Regions from separate parts of the Mus musculus genome. Here region 2 is linked to region 1. Evidence: chromatin contacts called from public promoter capture Hi-C data. All regions are on one chromosome and are shown on one strand. The core of a region is the stretch at or near the end of the contact, and the rest is flanking DNA. Distances in the headings are between cores, read along the strand shown.

Region 1 (6,604 bases), core at 2,609-5,108:
TCCCGGCCCTGTCTTCTCATGACCAGAAGAGGTTACGCTGCAGATACTCTCAGGTCTGGTCTTGCTGTTTCTCGGGAGTGTCCGGTAACCTTCAGGGCAGCGGGCCAGGATCTGGGCTCTGTGGCTTGGCATATTTCTTGGCAATGTTTGATAAGAAATTACTCTAAGATTAAAGAGAAGTTGTAAAAAATGAAAGTTGTAGCAAAATGGAGAGAGATAGCTCTATCTTTTAAAAGGACATAGCTTTTTGGCATGTGGAGTTGCTCAGCACGTGCAAAGCCCTGGGTTTGAACCCCAATACGTAACACATCGAAAGAGGAAAAGGAAGGAAGGACTCGTCAGCCAAAATGTTATATGAAGTATAAATCATTAAAAAGCTCAAGCTTTTTAGGTGAAATTCCATCTGGGAATGCAGGCTATGAATAGAATCCACAGTAATTCTAGGAACTGTCTGGCTTACGGAAGGAGCATTTGCCCATTCCGAGTGACAGTAAGAACATTAGCTCTTAACTCCAGGGCTTCTTAAGCACAGGTAGGTGGATCTCTAAGTTTGAGGCCAGCCTGGTCTGCAGTGAGACACTCCCTGTCTTAAAAAGCAAACAAAAAACCTCCAACAACCAACCCACTCTCCCCTCCCTGAAACCAAAAACCAAAAAACCCACCTCCCAAAATATTAACAAATAAAATTTAAAAAGAAATTATTCAAGAACTAATCTTAAGCCTTCATCTTTAATTGTGCAACTAGATAGATAGTAAGGCCCTGCCTTAAAAGAACCAAACAAAAAAGGTTAAGATTAAATTTCAAGTGTTCATCATAGCCTATCATTCTGTGGTACATACATTTGTATCCTAAGACAAAGTTACTGTAACCCAAAAAACTCCCAGGGCTATGGGAAAGGTGGTATGGCTTCCACGCACGCACGCACGCACGCACGCACGCACGCACGCACGCACGCACGCACGCACGCACGCCTGCCTCCAGGGCTCTAAGGACTGAACTTTCACGACAGGCACTCTTGGCCTTTCCTGCTTCCTCTGCCTTGTACTGTGTGAGGTGTCTGCAGCTGCTAATCACTACAAGAACTGGGGGGGAACTGACCTGCAGGGGTTTACTAAACTCCTAAAGAAATTTTATGTGTTTTTATTTATTTTATGCATATCAGTGGGTTAGCCTGCATTTTTTTGTGCACCATTTTCGTGCCTGGTGCAGGTAGAGATCAGAAGAGGGCACTGGATCCTGTGGAACTAGAGTTACAGATGGCTGTGAGCCACTAAGTGGGTACTGGGAACAGAACATAGGTTCAGTGCTCTTAATTGCTGAGGCACCTACTTCTCCAGCCCTTATTTTACTATCCTTAATAATCTAATTCTTTGGCTGATAAATAAGAAGCCAAAGATGTCTTTTTATTGTATATATATATATGTGTGTGTGTTCGTCTGTGTGAGTGAATGCTATGTGTGTGCCGGAGCACATACAAGGAGGACAGAAGAGTCAAATCCACTGCCCCTGCAGTTACACGCAGTTGTGAGCCACCCAACATGGTGCTGGGAATCGAACCTGGGTCTTCTGGGAAGTAGCAAGTACTTTGAACTGCTGAGCCATCTCTGGCTCTTGCAGAGTCTCTGACACGGACTTGTGACTGGCAGCAATGCGTCAATACTGTTCCAGCAGCTGTGGTGGCACCTGTGCACTCTGGAGGCATGCGGCAGGTCTAAGGGAGCTTGGGTTGGACAGGACCTTTCAACAACAACAACAAAACCCCCAAAGTCCTTCAACAGATATGACTGGGACCACATGTAACGACTGGGTGCACACTTGGCTATGAGGCACATACACTACAGTTAGTTAGTTCTTACTGGTATGTAAAATTATATTATTGTTATTCAGTGAGAAGTTCTCTTTTGGAGGGATATACCTTCTCTTTGTGATTATGGAAAATACTGCAATGCAGAGGGAAAGGCAGAGAAGGAAGGCACGCACACCTGCAACCCCAGGACTTGGGCGGGGGGAATACAGGCAGTTGGATCTCTGTGAGTTCAAGGCCAGTGCGGTCTGCATAGCAAGCTCCAGGCTACCCAGGTTATCATATCCATATTCTTTTAATGTCTGGCATCATAATAAGAGTTTGTGAATGAAAATGCCTACTTGTAACAATTTCCAGACATTTATATATAAATGAAAAAAAAATTCCTTCTTTTAAAAAACATCTGCTAAAGACATGTGTGCTGTGCATGAAATTATTTCTCTATTATAATGAATTAATTGAAACTAAAGCCATCAGGGGCTGGAGAGATGACTCAGCAGCGGAATGCTTGCTGCTCTTCCAGTATCCACATGAGGTGACTCACATCCACCTCAGCTTTCGGCCTCTTGGGCACCCCCAACCCCAGGCCCAACACCCATGATATTCATACCCAAAATGAAAATAAAAAACAGAAGTAAGCATAAGGAAGACAGAGAGCTTAGGAAGCAGTGAGCTCAAAAGGCTGTGGGTGCCTTGTGTCCCCACTGTCTGGTAGTCACACGAGTCCTCTCTAGCCACTGTGCTTTCTAGACTACAAGAGAGCTTATTGCCAAGCTGTCTAGAGCCTAAGGTCACATTACTCATTACTATTCAAACAGTCTGATCCCTTCAGTCATCTCTCCTGAAGAGTAAACATCTCCTCCATCATTCTGGCTCCTCTTTCAGGCTCTTGCAATGCTGTCAGTGGCCCCACCCCCTAAGGCCAATCATCGAGCAACCAACTCTGGGAGTGGAGAGAGGCACAGTGTCATGTGACTAGACCAGAGTTCAATCAGTTGTGGCTTTCTCTCCTGTTGCAACCCTCGGGCCCCAATTAGACTTCCCTCCCTCCTCTCTTTGATAAGACAAAAGACAGAGATCAGGGTCACAAATGAAGAGCTGGCAGCCCCACACCCATCTCTTCAGGTATGGCAGCCGGGGGAAGTTGATTCCATCCAAGACTCCACTCTGGCACTTGAGTGTCCATCTCAACTTAACCACCATGCCTTCCTTAAGAAGGTACAGAAGTACAGAATGCCACCATGGAACTGTATCAGCATGAGAAGGCACATGAATCGCCAGACTAAAATACCCCAGACGACTAATAGTGCAAAGCACAATGTGCAGTGACAGCACTTGTCAGTCTCTGAAGCATCACTGGCATGTGAGCCGCTGTATCTGCTCCAACTGCCACGCCCTCCTGTGCTATTACCCGCAGTGTTCCCATCAGCCTGGCTATGGACACGAGTTTGAAAGGTTCCGCCCTCTTTGAAACTTTGGGGGACTTCTAATAGAAAAACGGTTATTAACAAGTAAATTCATTTTTTTTGTGGTCTCATACATGGTCTAGCTTTAGGAGACCTGCTTTTCAGAGGTATAAAATATTCCATTGATTGCTGTCCTAACGAAATGTAAATTCAGCCAAGTGTGATTTAGTGTGAAGCAGAAAGCATAAGAGGCAAGCACAGGGAGCCCACTCAGCAGCTGCTGCCTATGATCTGCCCTGGGGCCAATCAAGGCTCGGCTACTCAGACACTCTGCAGCTCTGTTCCTCTCAATACAGGGACCTACCAACGTTAACCACCCCTGCTGCCTACTAGGGTCTCAGTAATTAAAGCAAGCCTTTCATAAAGAAGAAGAAATCAGTTATTTCATGGATTACAATGCTTCTTTTTACCAGTACAAGTTTGCAAATGTTTTTTGGGAAGGTTGATTTACAACAGTACATGATACTTTTCCAAGATTCAAAGAGGCCATGAGCCATCTGCAAAGAATGTGACACTTCAAGTACCCAGGGGAACGACAACACTGTGAACCTGTGAACCTGCAGACAGAACCCTTGTCCGAGCCATCAGTCCAGCCTTCGGGAGGCTGCCCACAGAAGAAAAGGACAAAGTCCGTGCAGGGGCTGCTCAACCTCACTGACACCACACAGGAAAACGTAAGTCCCCGATGTCTGCTACCCTCTCTACACTTTTAAACTAAAGAAGAAAATGTTTTATTTGAGATTTAAATAGAGAGGAAGCAACTTGGCCACCCTCCAGTCTGAATGTGACCTTTAGTCCTCCAAACCTTTTTGCCCTCAGAGCTGCTTCCTGGTTTCTGTCTAATCAAAGGCACTGATTTGTTTCCTGCTGAGAGTATATCAGCCGGCTGTCCAAGAGTTAAACTCTATTTCTCATCCAGTCGGTACGTAATCTGCTTACCTAGGACTGTGGTCCGTGTGAAAGTCAATCAGACAGTGTATGACACGAACCAACACACACCGTGGGAATGCTACATCAAACTAGTCAGTGTGTGTGTGTGTGTGTGTGTGTGTGTGTGTGTGTATTTCTGCATGTACCTTGCAATTCTGACACCGTCTTGGAGGCCAGATACAGAGGTACAGCAATACTGAGGCAGAGACAGGGGCATCTAGGAGTTCCTGGTCAAGCCAGTCAGAACCACATGGTGAGATCCTGTTTCAAAAACGAACAGTGTTTTCCCAATTTTCAAGTACTTTACAACTCAATCACTATGTTGTACAGACGTCTCTACAATGTATCCGGTAAAGTCAGCCTTATTCACAACTCTCTCTTGTGCAAACCCTGAAAGGGAACACACAGGATGTGGGAGACAGTGAGCAGCACCTCACAGGGGGGTGCGCTTGCAGCCTCGGGAGAGCTACCAAGGCCAGCCTACCAAGGCTTTAGAGCCACCCTCCTGAAGCTTCTGATACTGCAGGCCGGCACTGTACCTGAGCAGAGCTGGAACACACCCCCATGTCTCACAAGCTTCTGCAGTGAACTGAAGAACAACGTGCTCTGGGACTTACACGTTACAGTAACAGTTCCACTACATAGAGACCTGCATGGAAATGGCTACACACTATACCATGGCGACATTATCAATATAAAGCACCTAAGGTAACTTGGAAAGTCCATTTAAATTAAAACATACTTTCTCAAAGAACTCTTGCTTTAAGAAAAATTTGGAGCCAGACAGTGGTGGTGCATGCCTTTAATCCCAGCACTCAGGACAGAAGCAGACAGATCTCTGAGTTTGAATCTAGCCTCATCTACAGAAAGTTCCAGGACAGCCAGGGCTACACAGAGAAACCCTGTCTCAAGCTAACCACCACCTCCCATCCCCCACCAAAAAAAAAATTACAACGAATTTTATGAATTTGAACAAAAAAAAACTTATAGAAATGTAAAATCTGTTGACTCGGGAGGGTTAGGATCAACTCCATGCCTTGTGCACACCAGGCAAGTGCTCTACCACTGCATTCTGTCCCTAGCTGTAAAATTTACTTTAAAATTTTAATTTACTGTTTGAGTGTTTTCAAATGGGTCTCACTATGTAGTACTGGCTGGCCTACTACTAACTATGAAATAACCTAGGCTGGCATTGGTCTCAGCCTCCAGAGTGCTGAGATTTCAAGGGTGCAGCACCACGCCTGGCTTATGCTTTGCGTTTTGAGGGGCTGTAGAGACAGCTCTGTGCTTAAGAGCATTGGTTGTTCATGACCACAGAGGGAACACAGATATCTTCTGGCCTCTGCAGGCATCAGGATGTTCACAATGTACAAATATACATACTAGTAAAACATTCACACACATAAAATAAACATCTGTCTGTGTGTGTGTGTGTGCACACACGCACGCACTCACTCGCGTGTGCCGGATGCGGTGGGGTACAACTCTACTCCAGCACTTATAAGGCAGAGTGAGTTTGAGGCTAACCTGGTCTACATATCATATTCTAGGCCAGCCAACCTCTCCCAAAACAAAACAAAACAAGTTTTCTGAAATGTATCTACTTCTCAGCATATATTCCTTATAATCTTTGCAAATTCTGCCATTTCTTATTTCTCAAATGTCTGTTCTCTTAGGTCCCCTCTCCTTTTATTAAAATGAGGACAGGGTCTTACTCTGTGGCTGGCCTCCGACTCTCAGTCTTCAGGCTCAACCACAGGAGTGTTAGGATTAGAGAGGCATGGACCATCGCACCTGGCACTTTCCTTAGAACTCTCCTTTGTTCTAGTCTCCCATGGAGTAAATGTATTCACTTTCATACTTTTAACCACTTTAGATACACCGTGCTCAAGGGTGGACTGCCCTCTGAAGTTGGACTCACAGGCACAGGGCCAGACCTTCTCCTCTCTTCCTTTCCCTATTTTGTAGTGCTAGAAATCAAACCCAAGGCACTCTAGGCACACTCTGGTCCCACAGTGATCTCATGGTTTTATTGTGAGACGAGGTTTCACTGTGTAGCTCTGGCTGGACTTGAACTCCTGATCCCCCTGCCTCTATTCCCAAATCTCGGAGTTACAGGTGTGTGCTACCACACCTGGTTCCCAGGTTTCTTGTCCTCAGAGATCCTTCAGTCCACGGGGATGCAGAAGCTGCTAATGAAAGAGAGATTAAGGCTAGAGACAAATTCACACTGGTTCATCACGGTTCTGAATTCTAGGAGGAGAGGTAAAGGCAGAAGGGTGAAGGCCTCATCTCTTCCTAAAACTCAACTCTTCCCCCAGCTTCTGCCTATCATTTGTTCTGGGCCAGAAAGGATGGCTCTTCACCAAAGGTAGGCTATCCACAGAAACAAGAGACAGAAAT
Region 2 (6,481 bases), core at 1,210-3,709, 110 kb before region 1:
GTACAAGTAGAACAGATTTTATTTTTTATTATAAATCCTATAACACACAAGTCTAAAGAATGTCTCTGCCAGAGCTGGAGTGATGGCTCAGTGGTTAAGAGCACTGACTGCTCTTCCAGAGGTCCTGAGTTCAATTCCCAGCAACCACACGGTGGCTCACAACCGTCTGTAATGGGAGCAGATGCCTCTTCTGGTGTGTCTGAAGACAATTACAGTGTACTCATATAAGTAAAATAAATAACAAATAAATCTAAAATAAAAAAAGTCTCTGCTAAACAAACACATTATATGACAGCCTGCATTTAAGCTGGCAGTATTTGAAGTTTTAAAGCACTCCAGACAAAGAGAAATATCTGAACTGGTATTTTCATGAATAGCGAATACTAATACCTATCTCCTTTGACTATATTGTTCCATCTTCTAGGCTATAAAGAAGGAAATGTTTATTTTAGTCAGTCTACCTTACTTACTGAATTCTATTCCTCTGGGGGTGTACCCACCCTGTATGACCCCTATCTTTAAACTACATTTTCAGAAACTTCTAAGCCTATTGTAAAAAGACGCCTTGAATCTGCTACCATTTCTCCTGGCCAGTCCACGTCTGTCAAGGATCCTTAAGTTTACCCTGCTCCAATTATACTGCTTGAGTTTCTTTAGGGGTAGATACTAAGGAGATTCCTGGACTCATGACCTCATTTAGAATTCCCAGCTTAGTGCTTATCTTAATCTCCAGAGCACAAGGAAGACTTACAAACAGGGCCAGATAGTCATTTCCCTAAAAGCTGAAGGGATGGTAAGTTTATGAGTTTCCTGAGGAGGAAAAGACAAGACTCGGGGGCTGGTGAGATGGCTCAGTGAGTAAGAGCACTGACTGCTCTTCCAAAGGTCAAATCCCAGCAACCACATGGTGGCGCACAACCACCCGCAATAAGATCTGATGCCCTCTTCTGGTGTGTCTGAAGACAGCTACAGTGTACTTATATATAATAATAAATAAATCTTTGGGCTGGAGCAAGCAGGGCACTGAACAAGCAGAGTTGACTGGAGCAAGCAGAGGTCCTAAAATTCAATTCCCAACAACCACATGAAGGCTCACAATCATCTGTACATTTTATGTATATGTACTCATATACATAATAAAAATAAATAAATACACTGAGGAAAGGACATAAATGAAACATGCTGCAGAAACTGCCCAAGAACGCTGCACACAGAGACGTAGTAAACCTAAAGTGGGATGTGACATGACAGCAAGCATGGTATGTGGCTCAGGTTTGCTGGAACTGTGTCCATTGTGTGCTGGCTTCCAGACTCTCGCTGTTTCCGGTGGATACGGCTGTGTTCCTTTGCCTTGGCTGCAGTCTCCCCAGCAGTCAGGGTCAACACTAACAACACACAGGCAGCCCTGTTCCCATGCTAAGAGGACTCAAGTCAGAAATCAACAATGGGGAAGCCAAGCATTCAGGGGTGAGAGGAACATGTTGGCAACCTGAGGGAAACGAGCAGATGTATGAAGAATGGATGTCACCTGAGGCCGAAAAGTTGAAGTCTGAAAGCTTCTGAGGTGCTCTCAGCATCAGGAAATGTTAAGAGCTTACTGGCAAATAGGGCTACTGATTAAGAAACATGACCTTATAATAATGTGAGGGCGTTTCCAGAGAACGGTAAAGAGGGAAACCCCACTTTGAATATCCGTGACATCGTGCCACTGGCTGAGTGAAAAGGAGACAGCTGGGGGCTTAGCTGCCCTTGCAGAGTCCTTGGTGATTCCCAGCACCAGGTAGTGGCTCACAACCACCTGCAACTCCAGTTCCACAGGACTAACCCTTGCAGCTTCCTGCATGGAGTGTGCACCCAAGCACGCGCATACACATGTACACACACACACACACACACACACACTGCTTTTTCAATAATTTAGGTTTTTTTTGTATTTTGTTTTTCGAGACAGGGTTTCTCTGTGTAGCCCTGGCTGTCCTGGAGCTCACTTTGTAGACCAGGCTGGCCTCAGAACTCAGAAATCCACCTGCCTCTGCCTCCCGAGTGCTGGGATTATAGGCGTGCGCCACCTCGCCCGGCAATTTAGGGTTTTTTTGTTTGTTTGTTTGTTGTTTCTTATTTTTCATGTCAGGGTTTCTCTGTATAGGCATGGCTGTCTTGAAATTGTCTGCGGACCAGGTTGATCTCAGACTCAGAGACCTGTTACTTTCATGTTATATGCCGAGTATGTACCCATATTCCCTCTGAAGGCAAAATTCCCTCTCACAAGCAAGCAGCCAAGCTCCTAGAACCAACAGCGATTCTACACAGTTGTCAGGATGTCTTCGTCCATTGCTTTAGTTCTTTTACATCGGACATCTTTACTGCCTTACCTCAACTGGGCGACAGTGTGCAATGGCTTCTTTTCTGCTCGCATAAGGAAACAGCATTGGTGCTGCAATCACAAGCGTTCCTGATTGCATCACTGGAAACTGTGAGTCTGGCTGGGATAGTTACGTGTGCTGCCAGGAAGCACGCACACTCCTTATGCTCTGGAGCAGTAATCAGAAGCAACTCTTTGCAATCGGGTGCTAGCTGTAGTAAATACTCCTGAGGAGTCGTCTGGGCTGTCTGTTAGCTACAACACAGGATCAAGGGCCATGAAGCTAATACCTAAGACCTGCAGACATCTGCAACTTCCTGTATGAAGAAAATCAGACTCATTACAAACAAAGATGTAAAACATTAACATGTCAAGCCTGGCTTGGAGGAGTATGCACGCCTTTAATCCCATCGTGTGTGCAGCAAAAGCAGGCAGGTCCCTGTGAGTACTCTCAGTGGGTTCAAATACATGATTACTCATTTAAAAAAAAATTCTTTTGTTTGGGGGTAATCACTCTGCAGAAGGCTGGCTTAGAACATGGGGCAGGTCATTTGCCAAAGCCTCCCAAATGTTAGTGTTTTAGGCACAGGGCACCATGCCTGGCTAAAGGGGATTGGCATCTCTGGTTTAGATCAGGTAGACCTAGCTTTCTTGGGATTGCTGGGTAAGCATTCAAGCAGGTTATCTCAGTTCAACCCGTAACGCTTACTTACAACAAACACTAACTGAAAGGAGACTTGAAGATGGCTACCCATACATCCCGCTGTCCATCTGGCTGTAAAACGCCTGACGACCTGGGAAGACACCATGAATCTTACAGAATCACCTGCTACATCCTCACCACATCTACAGAGGCCGGGCGTGGTGCCACACGCCTTTAATCCCAGCACTTGGGAGGCAGAGGCAGGGGGATTTCTGAATTCCTGGACAGTCAGGACTACAGAGAAACCCTGTCTCAAAAAAACAAAACAACAAAACGAAACAAAACAAAAAACCCACATCTACAGACGGACTGATTAATGGGTAAACCTGAACGTGTTTTGTCCAGATCAGTCTAGCCTTTTCCCCTTTTAATTGATTTAAAAAATGCTTCCTTGTAGCCTAGTGGTGGTGGTACATAACTTTTTCCCCAGGACCTGGGAGGCAAAGGCAGGCAGATCTCTGTATGAGTTCCAGACTAGTCTGGTCTGCAAAGTTCCAGGACATCCAGGGCTACACAGAGAAATCCTGACTCAAAAAATGGAAAGAAAAGAAAAGAAAAGAAAAGGAAAGGAAAGGAAAGGAAAGGAAAGGAAAGGAAAGGAAAGGAAAGGAAAGGAAAGGAAAGGAAAGGAAAGGAAAGGAAAGGAAAAAGGAAAAAGGAAAAAGGAAAAAGGAAAAAGGAAAAAGGAAAAAGGAAAAAGGAAAAAGGAAAAAGGAAAAAGGAAAAAGGAAAAAGGAAAAAGGAAAAAGGAAAAAGGAAAAAGGAAAAAGGAAAAAGGAAAAAGGAAAAAGGAAAAAGGAAGAGAAGAGGAGGGGAGGGGGAGGGGGAGGGGGAGGGAAGGGAGAAAGAAAGAAAGAAAGAAAGAAAGAAAGAAAGAAAGAAAGAAAGAAAGAAAGAAAGAAAGAAAGAAAGAAAGAAAGAAAGAAAGAAAGAAAGAAAGAAAGAAAGAGGGAGGTGGGGAGGGAGAAAAAGGAGCCAATGCTACCTTCCTCATTTCGTGAAATCCTTATGGACTGGGTGGAGGATGAAGTGGTGCGAACAAGCAAGGACCCTCTGATCCGGGAGGTTCAGGTTTCTGTCAAGGGTTGGATGAAATGATCCTAGACATGGCGTGTGAAGTATACTAGGCTGAGCCTTCAGAGTCTACCAAACATCAGAGAAGGCCGGTTCATAACTGCAGCCACAGCAGCTACGCCTCTGTGCTTCCCTTTATCCTCATCTCATTAAAGGCTCAGTCTTCAGCTACTTAGTACTCATTAAATGTTTGAAATTTCCGTATGACCACAACCAGCCAGCCACTCTGTGCCAAAGGACATTCCCTATTTCACACAATGTTATGCTGATAAACTTTGCCCCTCAAGGAATTTGCCCAAAATTAACCATACTTACAAAGGAGGCAGAGAGTAAATTTTTGGCTTGGGCTTGTTTTAGTGAGGTTGGCTTTCTCCCACCTACACATGTATTTAGCGAGAACTTCTCTCTCTGCCAATTTTGAATATGCCACACGGGAAGGCAAGACCTATTTTAAGGAGATATATATATATATATATATATATATATATATATATATAATTTTTTGCACTAAGGTAAAAGGGACATTTTATTGTAGTTTACTTTGCCCTAAGGTTTGTTTTGTTTTAATCCAATAAAAACAAACTGAAGAGAGATGGCATTCCATGTCTATAAACCCTGGCTAGGGAGAACAGATACAGCCTCAGGACAGGTGAGCCCGGACTAACACAGGTAAGGAGGGAGAAAAGGAGAAAGGGAGAGGGGGAGGGGAGCAAAGGGAGCAGGGTCAGAATCTCTCCCTATGGGCATCGAGAGGTCCCCAACTTTTCCAAATGTGATGTAAGAAAGTATTGTGCCCTTAGAGTTTCCCCCCTACACTTGAAAAGGGAAACACAGAAACGAACTTGCCAAGCCCTAGTATCTCGGAACCGTCGGGCACTTGCTATCTGGTGTCTACTCTCCTCTCATCAATCTTACCCCGACTGTTCCACAGGGCCCAGAATGCTGACATCAACTTGGATACACAGGAGGACAAGGCAGTTTTGATCAGTGACTTGAGCCATGAATTAGTAGTTGTTCTTTTATCCTTTGGCAGCTGATAAGCACATCAATTTATTGGAGGATGGGGAAAAAGAAGTTAAGCTGGGAATGGCGACACACACTTAAATCCTAGTTCTATGGAGACAAAGGCAGGCAGATTCTGTGTATGCAAGGCTAGCCAAGACTACAGAGACCTTGCCTCAAAAGAAAAAAAAAAAAAGCAAAGCACTGGGTCCTATGCCATTTGCTCAGTGGTTCCTCAGGTCTCCTGCTCATGCCCACCCAGACTTTACAGAGGGAGGATGGTATTCCTCTTAGAGGTTAAAAAGGAGTGCTGCCTTCTATTTGAAATCTGTCACTCCTCAGCACTGAGTGCCTCTCCCTCATTGGTATAGCACTCACACTACCAAGTTGGTCATTCTTACCAGTTTAAAGCTAAGTTCCCTCGAGTCATCAGACTAACACTATATCAACTCCTAATAGTTCTATGCACTTCTAAGACATTTTTAGTGTGCTATTTTACTAGCTAGCCTCAGATTGGTTTAACACAACCATTTTCTACCTCCATTCTAATCAGGTTTTTAAAGATACTCTTCCACCTGCTCTTTGTGTTTCTCAGCAGTTATGATTGTATGCATGCACACATATGCATGCTTATGTATGTGTTCACGTGTGGGTGGGAGGCCTATGATCAACAGTGTCTTCCTCAATCCCACCTTATTTACTGGCACAGGGTCTTCTCCCTAAACTTACCAACTCGGCTAGACTGGCAGGAGAGTAGGCTCCAGCCTCAATGTAAGGACTATAAGCACACGCTGCCTTGCACTGCTTTTTTGTTTAGGTTTTGGTTTTGTTTTGTTTTTTGTAGGTAAGGAGCTGGTGATCTGAATTTAGCTAAACAGTCTTCATGGCTGCACAGCTGAGCTCTCCTGACCTGCCATGTCATTTAAAACGTGTGTGTGTGGGGTGTGTGTGTGTGTGTGTGTGAGAGAGAGAGAGAGAGATCTTAACTTTCCTTTGTTCAATACCTCATGTCCACAAAGATAACTTCCTGTCATATAAACTCATCTTCAAGCACAATAAAATGTCAGTCCAAGAAATCTGAGGGTTTTATCTGGGGGGGTGGGGGGTATGTGGTGGTGAAGAGATGGCTCAGAGGTTAACAGCACTGTTTGTTCTTCCAGAGGTTCAGTTCCCAGCAACCACATAGCGGCTCACAACCATCTGTGATGAGTTCTCCTGCCCGAAAGAGAGAGAGAGAGAGAGAGAGAGAGAGAGAGAGAGAGAGAGAGAGAGAGAGAGAGAGAGAGAGAGAGAGAGAGAAATGAAATGAAATCTGAGATAGTCCCTTTATCATTTCTATC

What was found. Capture Hi-C pulls out chosen DNA fragments and counts their contacts.
Region 2: a contact with region 1 is called in a promoter capture Hi-C map of liver. The contact joins two enhancer-like sites. A contact is called at or near these places in 1 of 484 Hi-C or Micro-C datasets (liver), 1 of 115 datasets of contacts at active chromatin or transcription factors (embryonic stem cells) and 3 of 9 other capture datasets (adipose tissue, liver and pancreatic islet).

What each region holds. Positions count from the first base shown.
Region 1 is chr6:140,544,320-140,550,923 of GRCm38.p6, reverse strand. Plekha5 (pleckstrin homology domain containing, family A member 5) reads right to left here. Exons shown (of 31, transcript NM_144920.3): 12 at 1-163. Among named protein-coding and RNA genes, the nearest start is that of Aebp2, 76 kb to the left of the region's middle. Within about 2 kb of position 3,858, at least 145 of the 459 cell types and tissues checked have an H3K27ac peak or open chromatin away from gene starts, as enhancers often do. A contact at or near this core is called in liver, where this site is marked.
Region 2 is chr6:140,657,324-140,663,804 of GRCm38.p6, reverse strand. It overlaps a transcript of Aebp2 not described here. Among named protein-coding and RNA genes, the nearest start is that of Gm30215, 20 kb to the left of the region's middle. Within about 2 kb of position 2,459, at least 17 of the 459 cell types and tissues checked have an H3K27ac peak or open chromatin away from gene starts, as enhancers often do. A contact at or near this core is called in liver, where this site is marked.